2 separate regions of the Mus musculus genome follow, and region 1 is linked to region 2. Evidence: chromatin contacts called from public promoter capture Hi-C data. All regions are on one chromosome and are shown on one strand. The core of a region is the stretch at or near the end of the contact, and the rest is flanking DNA. Distances in the headings are between cores, read along the strand shown.

Region 1 (5,789 bases), core at 1,080-3,579, 830 kb after region 2:
ATAGACAGTTGCTCATTTAGTAAAAAAAGGAGTATATAAATTTAATAACTTTTCCTTCCCCCCATATAGATGCTAAACTAATAGAAATGACTTCAAGAGAATTACCTTAAACTTTTTGTAGGAATTTGTTTGTTGTTATTGGTGATACTGTAAAATTGTATAGTTTTAGATTAGGAACAATGTCCAATAATCATATAGGCTGACTTTATGTAAAGAGAACTGGGGTGACCGAGTAATATTCCAATCTATATTCAAAAATCCTTGTGAACTTGCATGTATGGTCTTGAAATCAGCCTTTGCTACCAAAAAAGACCCACCATTCTGGTAAGCAGAGAACTCCACAGAATTCATCTTGACATCATATAAAAGCTGAATATGCACAAATAGTGAATACGTCCCTTCAAACAAGTATTTAAAGTCTGGAAATGTTTATATTATATGAAATGAGGAATGCTTGGAGTCTTTTGACCATACAACTTTGCAAGATTAAACAGACACGTAAATTGTCTGATCTTTGATTGTCAGATTTCATGTCCAAAAACCAACCAGACACACATTTCCTCTATTGTTTGTGCACATAACTATCTCTGTAGTGCACTGAGTTAAGCACAATACAATTGGGTGATGGAGAGGAGTCCCACAAGGACTCTTTTTGTCTCACTGACAACCAGAAAGACCACAGAGGGATCATTTCATCACTAGCACTTGCTGTGCTGGTAGAATGTGAAGGGGTGGGTTCCGTTCCATTGCTGTTATTTGTCTTATTTCATCTTCAAACTTGAAGCTTTTGATTCTGTGAAGCGCTGTTTTAAACAGGTCTAGGTAAATCTAAAACAGTTTGGGATTAAGCAAAATATGATCACAATAACCTAGAAACTCTCCAAGTCACCATTGCACGGTGATTAGTGGTGCATAGATGTGCAGATACCAGAGTATGGTGGATGCTGACCTGCTAAAGGAGAAAGCAGATGGACAGTTGGACTCCCTATTGCCAGAAGAACTTCACGTCCCTTCTTACAGGGATAGAGAAAAGGAGGGAAGGAGAAGTATCCCATCTTATCTGCTTGAGATCTGTTTCTCAGGAAATCTTCCTTCGTCTTGCAATGCATTTCATCAGGATCCTATGTCTTTCAACTATATTGCATGCAACAAAACTAAATAAACTGGGGGGGGGAGCCCTAAACTAAAGCTAAAACAAACAAACAAACAAAAAACCCAAATTTGAAAATCAAATTGTTAGGGTCTCCCATAGCTCGTGGTCCCACTCTACCAGGCACTTGATCTGCTAGGGAAAGAAAACCAGTGAAAGGAGGGAGAAGGTGGTGGAGAGGGGAAATGGAGTTAGAAGTCAAGAACCGTGCAGAGCAGGGGCTGGCACACAGTGATCCCTTGCTCACCCTTGGCCAGTGCAGGTGCGCACCTGTAAGGCACTGCATCTTCGCAGCAGCCTGAGCAACTGCGGGTTAAAGATCAAGGCTTTTAATGCTTGCCTTCTCCCTTTCCGATGCTGTACTAAGAACACCTTTCCCCGATGTGATCGCCGACTTGGAGGACTTCCAGCTCCTGCCCAGAAAGCACCAATGAAATGGGAAACTGTGCAGTTGGTAATACTTATCACAAGAGGGAAAAAAAAAAAATCAGGCAAGTAAATTGCTGAGCCCTTGCAAATGTGCCTGGCTATTTCCAAAAGATCAAACTTTCTTAAAGATGCAGCTTTGAGTGGCAAGAGCTCTGGAGCCAACCAGGCCCCGGGTCCAGCGTGGTACAGCAGTGTCACTGCTCTAAGAACCTTCGTAGGCTGCTTGGGTCCCTCCAAGTGAGGGGCTTTCTGCAGGGCGCTCCTGCTCCCATCATCCTCTTCAGAACCAGAAACCTGCCTGTATTCAGCAGAACCCTTCTTCAGAAAGTCCAGACTCTAGATGACACTCAATGTTGAGGCAATCAAGCAGCTCCTTTTAAATAGCCCAAGATCTACATTTAGACAAAAACAGATCCCAGTTCCCGGTAAAGGCGTTTCTGCTCATCCTGTCACTTGTGACAGGAACGGAGGGAAACAGACTGCGGGAGAGGGAGACAGGAGAGGCAGAGGAAGGACAAGAGAGGGGGAGACCAGACGCGGGTGGAGACGTGAGGGAGGGGCGGAGACTGAAGACTGGGCCTGGAGGGGACAGGGGAGGGGATGAGAGAGCGAGAGGCGGAGGGGCCTGACGAATATCCGCGCCCCAGAGCGGCGCTCCGTGGTTCTAATTAAAGCGGCGCTCGGAACCCGGGGGACCCGCCTGACGTCGGCGGCCGCGGGAATAAGAAGCGCCCGAGGACAGCGGGACTCGGAGCAGCAGGGTGAGCGCTGTCCCCGTAGGAGCTGCGCGTCCTGTGTCCCTGCGCTGGACAAGTGGGGCTGGAGCTCATCAAGTAGTGTCGGGACTGGGGGACCGAGGAGCGCGGCAGACGCGGGACCTCTGGTGATCAGGTGCCCGAGGACGACGCGGGATCCACGGCGTGGGCGCAGGTGCCCGAGGGCAGTGCGGGGCCCACCGCTGGCAGGTGCCCGGACCTCTCAAGTCCAGGGCTGCCCATCTGCTCCGCGGCTCCGGACCTCGGCAGCCCCCGGGGCGTCACCTGTGGCCTCGCATCTCAAAGAGGTGTCCAAAGACCCCGCGCGCCGTCCCCGCTGTGAAAGAAAGTTGTGCGGCGGGCTCAGGCTGCGCCTGGACTCCGCGTGCGGGAAACTTGGGCGCCGGCTGCTGGGGCGGCGGGTCCCAAGACCCGCGACACAGGCCACCAGGGCCATGCGCGTGTCCGGGCGCCCGATGCTCCTTGCGCTGCTGCTACTGCTGAGCACGGTGGGGGACCGGGGACGAGCGCAGTCCAGGGGGCCTGCAGACCGGCAAACGCTGCTGAGGTTGCTAGTTGAGCTGGTCCAGGAGCTGAAGAAATTCCACATAGGAGACTCCAAGAGGTTGCAGCTCCTTGGCGAGTCCGACTTTGCCCTGGGCCGCAGAGAGGCCACGGATTATGGGGCAGACCAAGAGGAGCAGAGAGTGGGTGAGTGTTCCTCGGTGTAGAACTGGTGGAGGGCTTAGAGTGGGTGAGAATCCAGCAGTGTAGACCATAATATGAAAGAGAGTAAGGGGCGGGGGGTTCTGGCAGCGTAGATTTTGAAAGGCAGAAAGTCTCAAGAGGTGAGTATCTGGCAGCGTAGACTGTGGGGTCAGAGTGTAGAAGAGGGAGCCGTAGCAGTGTGTATCTGAGGAACAGAGTGGAGGAGTGTCCCGCAGCAGTGTAGACCACAAAGTACAGAAAGTTAATAAAATTGAGCTGTGGCAAGAATGGACCAGTGGAAAGTGGATGAGGATCCGGGCAGTGTAGACTATGAGGAACAGAAAGTGAGTATCCCAACAGTGTAGATCTGAGGGGGAGAGAGTTGGTAATTGGTGGGTGTCCAACAGTGCCAACCTACAAGGTAGAGAGTGAATGAGGGCCAAGGCTTTGGACCACGAGGACTGGAAGGGGTGGGGTCCTGAACACGTAAACAGAATTGATGAGACTGAGTCTTGACATATGGACCTGAGAAACCAAGGATGTTTGATTGCCCAGCAATATGACCTGAAGAGTGAGTGGGGTCCTGTCACTGTGGGCCCCAAAAGAGTTCTAGCCACACTGTGTACTGAGGAGCAAAAGTGGGTCTTGACAATATGGATGGAAGGGCTAACTTCCGTGTCTGAAAGACATATTAATATTTTTAAGAACTGCTTCTCAGAAACACAGGTTTAAAGATAAATCAACTTTAAATTTTAACAGGGTTTGTGTGTGTGTGTGTGTGTGTGTGTGTGTGTGTGTGTGTGAGAGAGAGAGAGAGAGAGAGAGAGAGAGAGAGAGAGAGAGAGAGAGAGTTCATTTTGTTTTGTTTTTTGCTTGTTTCTCAAGAAAAAAACTGGCAGGAACAAGAAACTGTGTGTGAGCCTCTCAGATAGCAATCCTAATCCACTTCCAAGATGTGCTAGTGCACAGTTCAGGACACTCTGCTCTTTGCAGGGGAGGCTTCCCAGTCCACCATTTCCAGCAGAGGCAGAAATGGCCAGCGCTTCCCTGATGGAGCCCTTCCCGGAGTGGCCCGTGGGAATTTCTCAGGGAAGCATACAAGCTTTTAATGCTTTCATGACACAATTAGGTCAAATATGATAGGGTCACTTTTGTGTAAACTGACTCAAATAAGGAGTGCACGAAGAAAGGCCTTGGGGAGTAGTCTCCATGTCCCTCGTGGAAGACTCGATGCCAGTGTCTCTCTTCAGCTATTGGGAAAGCGGAGAACAATATTTCTGGTAAAATGAAATGTGACATTACACAATCACAGAGAATCTACTTGCCTCATGTGGGTCAGAGACATAGAAATGATTGAAGAGGCTGAGAAATGAAGCAAAAACAATATCTAAACTCAGAAAAAGAAATCAGGGAACCAATGCTGGAGACCAGGTGCCCACTAAAAGCATGACTATGAAATGATGTGTGAAAACCTTTCTTTAGGTCCCCTCCTTTGCCTTATAAACCAAGGCGATGTATATTCCCATCTGTTCCCACCAGCCTATCAGAAAGCCCTAAAGAAATTTGATCCTTAAAACATTACCTACAATGTATATTGTTCAGTGACACATTTGGGGAGTTGAAGGTTCAGTTTTATTTCTTGAACTTTTAAATGCTGTTGAATTTGATTCCAAAGTTCTTCCGATTAAAGCGTTTACAAGTGATTGATCCACTGGAACATAACCAAAAAGAGAAAATTGTTTTTGTCATCCTGCAACTTTATGGCCTCCGAGAGAGAATAGACTGGTAATATTTGGAGCTTTAAGAGTAGTTAACGCTGCTTGAGAAGAAAAATCATGTCCCGACCTAAGTGTCCACACTGTATTTTGTGTAACTACCAAGTGTTCTCCTGTTTTATCCAGTGCATTGTAGTATGGATAATGCAATTCTCAGAATTTCCTCCACACTCACTTTATGACCACACTTCATAGGTTCTCTGTTCAAGTAATACGATTTCTCACCCCTCGTAGAGATTGTTCCTCGAGATCTAAGGATGAAGGACAAGTTTCTGAAACATCTCACAGGTGTGTGTCCCCTTCAGTCCTCTGCCCTCCCTGCTCCTTTGTGCCCTGAGTCTTTGTGACTTTCTTCCTCTGTGTTCCAGGTCCTCTTTATTTCAGTCCGAAGTGCAGCAAGCACTTTCACAGACTTTACCACAACACGAGAGACTGCACCATCCCCGCATGTAAGTGAGCACCCAGTAGACAAAACTCCACTCTTTCCTCAACGCAGTGGGTCTGCTCTGTGTCAGGCGTGGGGGCCTGAGTGTCTCCACCTGACTGGGTTGGGACAGGATGCCCAGACATTGGAGCAGATGGCTTAAACTGTCCAGCAACCAGTGCCACTGATGATAACCCATTGGATGTAATCAGCTCTTGCAGTGGGTTGACCCCTTCCATTCACATCCTCATTTGTTTATGAACTCTGGCACAAAGTCCATATTCTATTCAGCTGAACATCACACAAGTCAGGTGTGAGTTGCTTGGGTGTCTGCTGGTGGTCAGAGTGTTGAAGTAACCAGCCTGGTTGGCCTGAGGTTCTTTGATCAAACTATTCTGACCATCTCCATGGCTCTGACTAGTGTGGTTTTCATCCCATCAATAATAAAGCCCTCAGCACCCAAGGATTTTATTTGCTATTCCAAAGCTTTTCTTTTGGCTGTAATTCTTCAGCCCAGTGACATGGGGCTCATACATTGGCCCCGTTTC
Region 2 (6,100 bases), core at 1,432-3,931:
TCACCTAAATTGTTTTCCCTGACATTTGCAGAAGGAACACCAACGCCATCAGTTGAAACAGTTACCCCTAGAGACACAGAATGCACAAAGACTTTCCTTGTCATCCCAGAAGAAAGTGTGACTTTTCTCCTTCCAAATACCTTCACAAAGGGAAGCTTTACTTAAATACTATCAGATATATCCAGCTGTGGTGAATTAAAATCTACAATTATTTGAATAGAGACTTTATTTTTGATAAATTCGTCACTGTAAGGACAGTTAAAGAATGTTCTTTCTCTAAATTAAGCCCCCCCCCCATATTTAAAGAATACTGTCTCGCAGTAACATCTAACATCTAGGGTGTAAGTGGCGTCTCAGAAAATGATAGAGCAAGCTGGGTATAGGGATAATTTTCCAGAGCTAAGTCACAGCAGACACTGTTTTCCCAGTGTCTAAAATGTGTTGTTGGTTGGAGCTGCCAGTGCAGCAGGGTGCTCCTTCCTCACGGATGGCTGCTTAGTCCCAGCCAGCTCAACAATGTGCCATGCTGGGCTTTCTCAGGTGAGGGATTGCCAATTTTGAGGCTGCTCTGAGCTTGCCTAGTGGAACTGCTGCTGGCTCTTGACCTCAGTTTTCCACCTAGGAAAGGGTGGTCATCACATGTCACCAGATGAGCCTTCTGCAGTATCTTGAGACCATTGCAGCTGTTGGCCCCTAAACGGTCTCACCATCCCGGCAGCTGAGCTGAGCTTCCTCTCTGCCCTGTAAGTCTATGGTTCTCCTTTGACGCTGCTGATATTAGCTTACAGAAATCAAATCTCTAAGGGCTTCTGATGTCTGAGAAGAATGTGTCCTACTCTGCCGGGTCATCAATAGGAAGGTGTTCACCTCCTTACCCTCCCATCACCCATGTACCCCAAGATTAATGGGCCAGCCATTTGCTGCCTGGCATCACTGCTTAGGAAAACAGGTGCTCTGGGACTAAGGCACCCCTGACCTTGAGGCTCCCACTCCTGAAAACCTGAGGGATCCCACTGTGCTCAGGTTTGCTGACCCAGTTCCTCTCCTGCCCAAGGGTCTGTGGCTTGTGTGTTCCAGGTGGGGACAGCTGGCTCCTTGCAGACTACACCTCTATTTTAGTTCCTTTATGCTCCAATATGGGATACCCTCTAGCTCCCAAGGGGAGACTTACACCAGCTGGCCTAACTGGGCTAAGTCTATTGTCACCCTGGACTCTAATTCTAGAGCAAAGGTGGTGCTGGCTATTGGTGTTGGTATTGAGTGAGTGGGGTCATCTCCAGTGCACCCCACTGCATCCTGTGCTGTTTCTGTGGGGGATGAGGGTAAGGACAAAGGGGTAAGGGCTTCCCACCCAGGGAGAAGAAAGCTCCTTTGCATCAGGTTCGGGCTTTTGGGAGCAGGGAGCCTGTTTCTTCCCATTACTTCCTTGGCACCAGGCTTGTGGCTGCCACTTTTATACTCGGGGACATTTTAGTAAAAAGAAAAGAACACAGCACAATCTTCTACCCGGTCTCGCAGGATAGAGCAGACCATAGAAAGGGGACACAGGAGATCCAGGAGTGCTGTGTGCTGAGTGCTGTGTGCTGAGTGCTGTGTGCTGAGTCTGCGGGGACAAATGAATTGTTGTGAAGCATACCAGAGGGTCCGAGGCGCACTGCTGCTGCTGCCCCTGCATGGGTCAGGCTGGTGGGATGGACACAGGGAGGACAAACTTGTCACAGGGAGGAGGAGGAGGAGGAGGAGGAGGAGGAGGAGGAGGAGGAGGAGGAGGAGGAGAAGGAGGAGGTGGTGGAGGTGGTGGTGGTGGTGGTTAGGAGCAACTTTCCTAGGATGGAAGGCTAGCCGGGCTGAGCATTCAAGTTGCTATGACTGAGCCAGGGAGAGGAGGCTGAGAGGAAAGAAAGAGCCTGTACTGCACTCGCCACGAACTGCAACTCGCAACACCCACAGGTCAAGCGGGGCACCAGAGGTCTACACGTAGTCCCCAGGAACAGGTGGCAGTTATGATGCAGGTGACATTGCTCATGGGGTGGCTGTTTCACAGAACTAGCACCAGGATGATTTTAGTGTTGGGTTCTTGGCCACCTTGTTTTAGTCTCTCCTTTACTCTCAGCCAAACTCAAGGTGACCCCAAAGGAGGCACTTCCTGCTATCATGTAATTCCCTTGCATTTTCATGAACAAACCCGACACGCTGCTCATGCCTAACGGTCTCAATAGTCTACCACTGTCTGACTCCATGCTGGGTTTTCCTCTGTAGCTCTTGATAGTTTATTTCCACTCTTCTTATTGGACCGTAGAAACATACCCAGTGTTCCTGAACCTCTATAGTGTGCAGGAGGGTCATACATTTATTTAAGGCTTTTCCTATTTTAGGGTAGTAGGCCTGCCTGGAGCCACAAGATTTGCTGAAGGCACAGCAGAGAAACACATTCTGTGATTTGGACAACACGCTGGCCAAATACTGTGAAACTAGTGTTGGAGTCGAGGGAAGGGAACTCAGAGCTTACAGCTTCCGGCTTGAAACACTCGAGGATATTTTTGGAGCTTGGAGTCTAGCGTGAGGCAGACGCTGGGCATCTCTGCCATTCCTCGGCCCATCTGCCCCTGCAGGTGCATGGCAGGTGATAGTAGGAAGGAGTGAACAGGTGTGTACTCTCAGCATGTAGCTATGTGACTCTGGGGAAGCCATCAGCACAGCTAAGAGGATGTTGCAACAGCCACACGCAAGAGTCAGCTGTAAACCACGGTCTTCAGTTTCACAGATGAGTAAGAAACTAACCTTGTTTGTACAACTCTAATAACACCAAAAAAAATGAACCAAAATGGATGAAATGAAAAGGCTTCTGTGTGCAAGTCTCAAAACAACTCACTGGGATTTAAGAAAGTAAATGTTCCCAGCAAAGCCAATACAATGGCAAAAAATTCAGCAACTGTGAGATTCCCCTATATCTGACAGCAGGTGGCGCTGTGAGACAATGGACAGAGCAAAAGCCACCTCGCAGAAATCCTGGATGATGTAGTCTACCTATTTGACCTTTGTTCCTTTCCCCTAGACTCACCGCTGTCCTTCACCTTTTGGCCCTGGAAGGCTCTAGGAGTTCTATTCAAATGTCATGGGATAGGAGCAGTCAAGAAGGTACCAAGTTGTCATGGGTTGTAAGCGATGGGATTAAAAGCTACCTGTCAGAGGGAAGGCACTGGGATAATCTCAGTGGGTAAAGAGAGCATCATGGTTTGAAATGTAGGTGTCCCCGAAGGTCAGGCTAAAGGCTTGTGCCCAGGGCAACAGCAATGGGGATGTTGAGAACTTTCATCTTAGTTTTTAAAATTTAGCTTGTAAATGAAGTAGTTTTCTAATTATTTTCCCTTGTTATTAAAAATAGATTATTTTCTCATACACTATGACCAGTTTATAGTTTATAGTTCCATCCCTTTTCTCCTCCCAGTTCCTCTCCACCCCCTCTTCCATTCAGATCCACTTTCTTTCTGTCTCTCATTAGAAAATAGCAGGCTTCTAAGAGATAATAAGAAAACACAACAACATAAAATGAAATATGATAAAAAACCACCATGATGAAGTCGGACAAGACAAATGGACAGAAGGAAAAGAACATGGGAGCAAGCACAGAACTCAGAGACTGCTCATGCAAACACACACACACACACACACACACACACACACACACACACAGAGAGAGAGAGAGAGAGAGAGAGAGAGATCCTATAAAAATGAGAAGTCCCATAAAAATACTTGAAAAAATATTAACTTGAAGTTAGCAATGGTGATAACCTCTGGGAATTCTTTTATTGTTCAGGATTGGTTTTAGCTGTCCTGGCTTTGTTTATTTGTTTGTTTTGATTTTGTTTTTTGTTTTGTTTTTATTTTCCATATGAAACTGAGAATTGTCCTTTCAGATCTTTGAAGAGGTGTGTTGAAACTCTGATGACGACTGCATTGAATCTGTTGATTGCTTTTGGTAAGATGGCCATTTTTACTATGTTAATCCCAGTGGTCCATGAACACGGAAGATCTTTCCATCTTTAGATATCTCCTTCGATTTCTTTCTTCGAAGACTTGAAGTTTTTATCATAAAAGTCTCTCACTTGCTTGGTTAGAGCCACCCCAAGGTATTTTGTATTATTTGTGAATTTGTATTATTTGTGCACAGTTGTGATAGGCATTGTTTTCCTGGTTTCTTTCTCAGACCATTTGCCGTTTGTATGTAGGAGGTATACCGACTTTTGTGCATCAATCTTGTTTCTAGCTACTTTGTTGAATGTGTTTATTAGCTGGAGAAGTTCCCCAGTAGAATTTTAGGGTCACTTCCGTATATCAAATCATCTGAAAATAATGATACTTTGACTTTTTTCCAATTTATATCTCCATGAACTCCTTCAGCTGTGCTATTGCTCTAGCTAAAGTTTCAAATACTATACTAAATAGGCATTCAGAGAGTGTGAAGTCTTGTCTTGTTTATGATTTTAGTGGAAATTTGTTTTGAGTTTCTCCCCATTTAAGTTGATGTTGGCCATGGGCTTGCTGTAAACTGCCTTCGTTATATGCCTTAGACCCCCTAATTTCTCCAAGATTTTTATCATGAATAGTTGTTGGATTTTGTCAAAGGCTTTTTTAAAAATCTAATGAGATAATCATGTGGGGTATTTTTTTTTCAGTTTGTTTATATAGTGGATTACACTTATTGATCTCTAGCATGAAGCTGACTTGATCATGGTGGATAAACCTTGATGTATTCTTGAATTGAGTATTTTAAAATTTATGTTACTGGAAATTCATCTGTATTTCTTTACTGGCTTTTTATAAGGCTTGGGTATCAATGCAACTGTGGTCTCATAAAATGTATTGGGCAATGTTCCTTCTGCTTCTGGTTTGTGTGATAATTTGAGGAGTATTGGTATTAACTCTTCTTTGAACGTCCGGCAGAATTCAGTTCTAAAACCATCTGACCCTGGGTTTTTGTTCTGTTTTGGTTTGTTGTTTTGTTTTGTTTGGGATACATTTAATGACTGCTTTTATTTTACTAGTGGCTATGCATCTGTTTAAATAGCTTGTCTGATCTTAATTTAACTTTGGCAAATAGGACATATCTATAAAATTATCTTGGTTTTTTTTACTTCCTATTTGGTAGAGTAGCTATTTTTAAAGCATGCCCTTATGAGTCTCTGGGTTTCCTTGGTGTTGTTATGCCCCCTTTTCATTTCTGATTCTGCTATTTGGTTGAGAGTTTGTTGATTTCCTTGATTTTATTTTTCAAAGAACCAGCTCTCCGCTTCATTGACTCTTTGCGATCTCTTTGTTTTCATTTATTTATTTCAGCCCCAAGTTAGAATATTCCTTTCTGTCTATTCCCTTTGGGTATAATTATTTCATTTTGTTATAGAGCTTTCAGATATGCTATTAGGTTGCTAGTATGAGCTCTCTCCGTTTGTTTGTTGTTGTTGTTTAATGTAGCTATTTAGTGCTATGAACTTGTCTCTTGGAGCCATCTTCACTGTGTTTCATATCATGTGTATTCATTTTCATTCAATTCAAGAAAGTCTTTAATTTATTTCTGACCTGACCTATTTTTCATTCAATGGAGAGTTGTTTAGTTTCCATGAGTTTGTAAGGTTTCTGTTGTTGATATCCAGCTTTTAATATGTAGTGGTCTGATAAGATACAGGGAGTTATTTCCATTCTCTTGTGTATGTTGAAACTTGCTTTATGGCTGAATATGTGGTCCATTTTTGAGAAAGGTTCATAATGTGCAGAGAAGATGATATATTCTTTTGAGTTCCGGTGAAATGTTCTGTAAATATCTGTTAGATCCATTTGGTTTAGAACACCAATTAGCTCCAGAATTTCTCTGTTTACTTTTTATCTGCATGATCTGATTACTGATGAGAGTCTGGTGTTTAAGTCTCGTATTATCAGTGTGTGAAGTTCAATATGTGATTTAAGTCGAAGCAGTGTTTCTTTTAGAAACTTTGGTGCCCTCGTGTTTGGGGCATAGATGTTAAAAATTGCAATGTCATTCTGGTGGATTTTTCCTTTGAGTATGTTGGTGTCCTTTCCTATCTCTTCCAACTAGTTTGGATTG

The links. Promoter capture Hi-C pulls out the DNA fragments that hold promoters and counts their contacts.
Region 1: a promoter capture Hi-C map of hippocampal neurons shows a contact between it and region 2, with 6 times the contacts expected there. The contact joins the promoter of Alkal2 here to the enhancer-like site in region 2. A contact is called at or near these places in 15 of 39 promoter capture datasets (the 3T3-L1 cell line, the C10 cell line, cranial neural crest and 9 more), 2 of 15 datasets of contacts at CTCF or cohesin (large pre-B cells and pro-B cells), 39 of 484 Hi-C or Micro-C datasets (B cells, brain, cardiomyocytes and 21 more), 7 of 115 datasets of contacts at active chromatin or transcription factors (astrocytes, craniofacial prominence, embryonic forebrain and 4 more) and 1 of 9 other capture datasets (embryonic stem cells).

Annotation. Positions count from the first base shown.
Region 1 is chr12:30,881,995-30,887,783 of GRCm38.p6, forward strand. It overlaps Alkal2 (ALK and LTK ligand 2), which reads left to right and starts at 2,330. Exons shown (of 5, transcript NM_001159743.2): 1 at 2,330-3,045; 2 at 5,052-5,105; 3 at 5,186-5,266. The coding sequence starts at 2,790.
Region 2 is chr12:30,047,425-30,053,524 of GRCm38.p6, forward strand. No RefSeq gene overlaps it. Among named protein-coding and RNA genes, the nearest start is that of Gm15691, 9.0 kb to the right of the region's middle. Within about 2 kb of position 2,682, at least 3 of the 459 cell types and tissues checked have an H3K27ac peak or open chromatin away from gene starts, as enhancers often do. A contact at or near this core is called in hippocampal neurons, where this site is marked.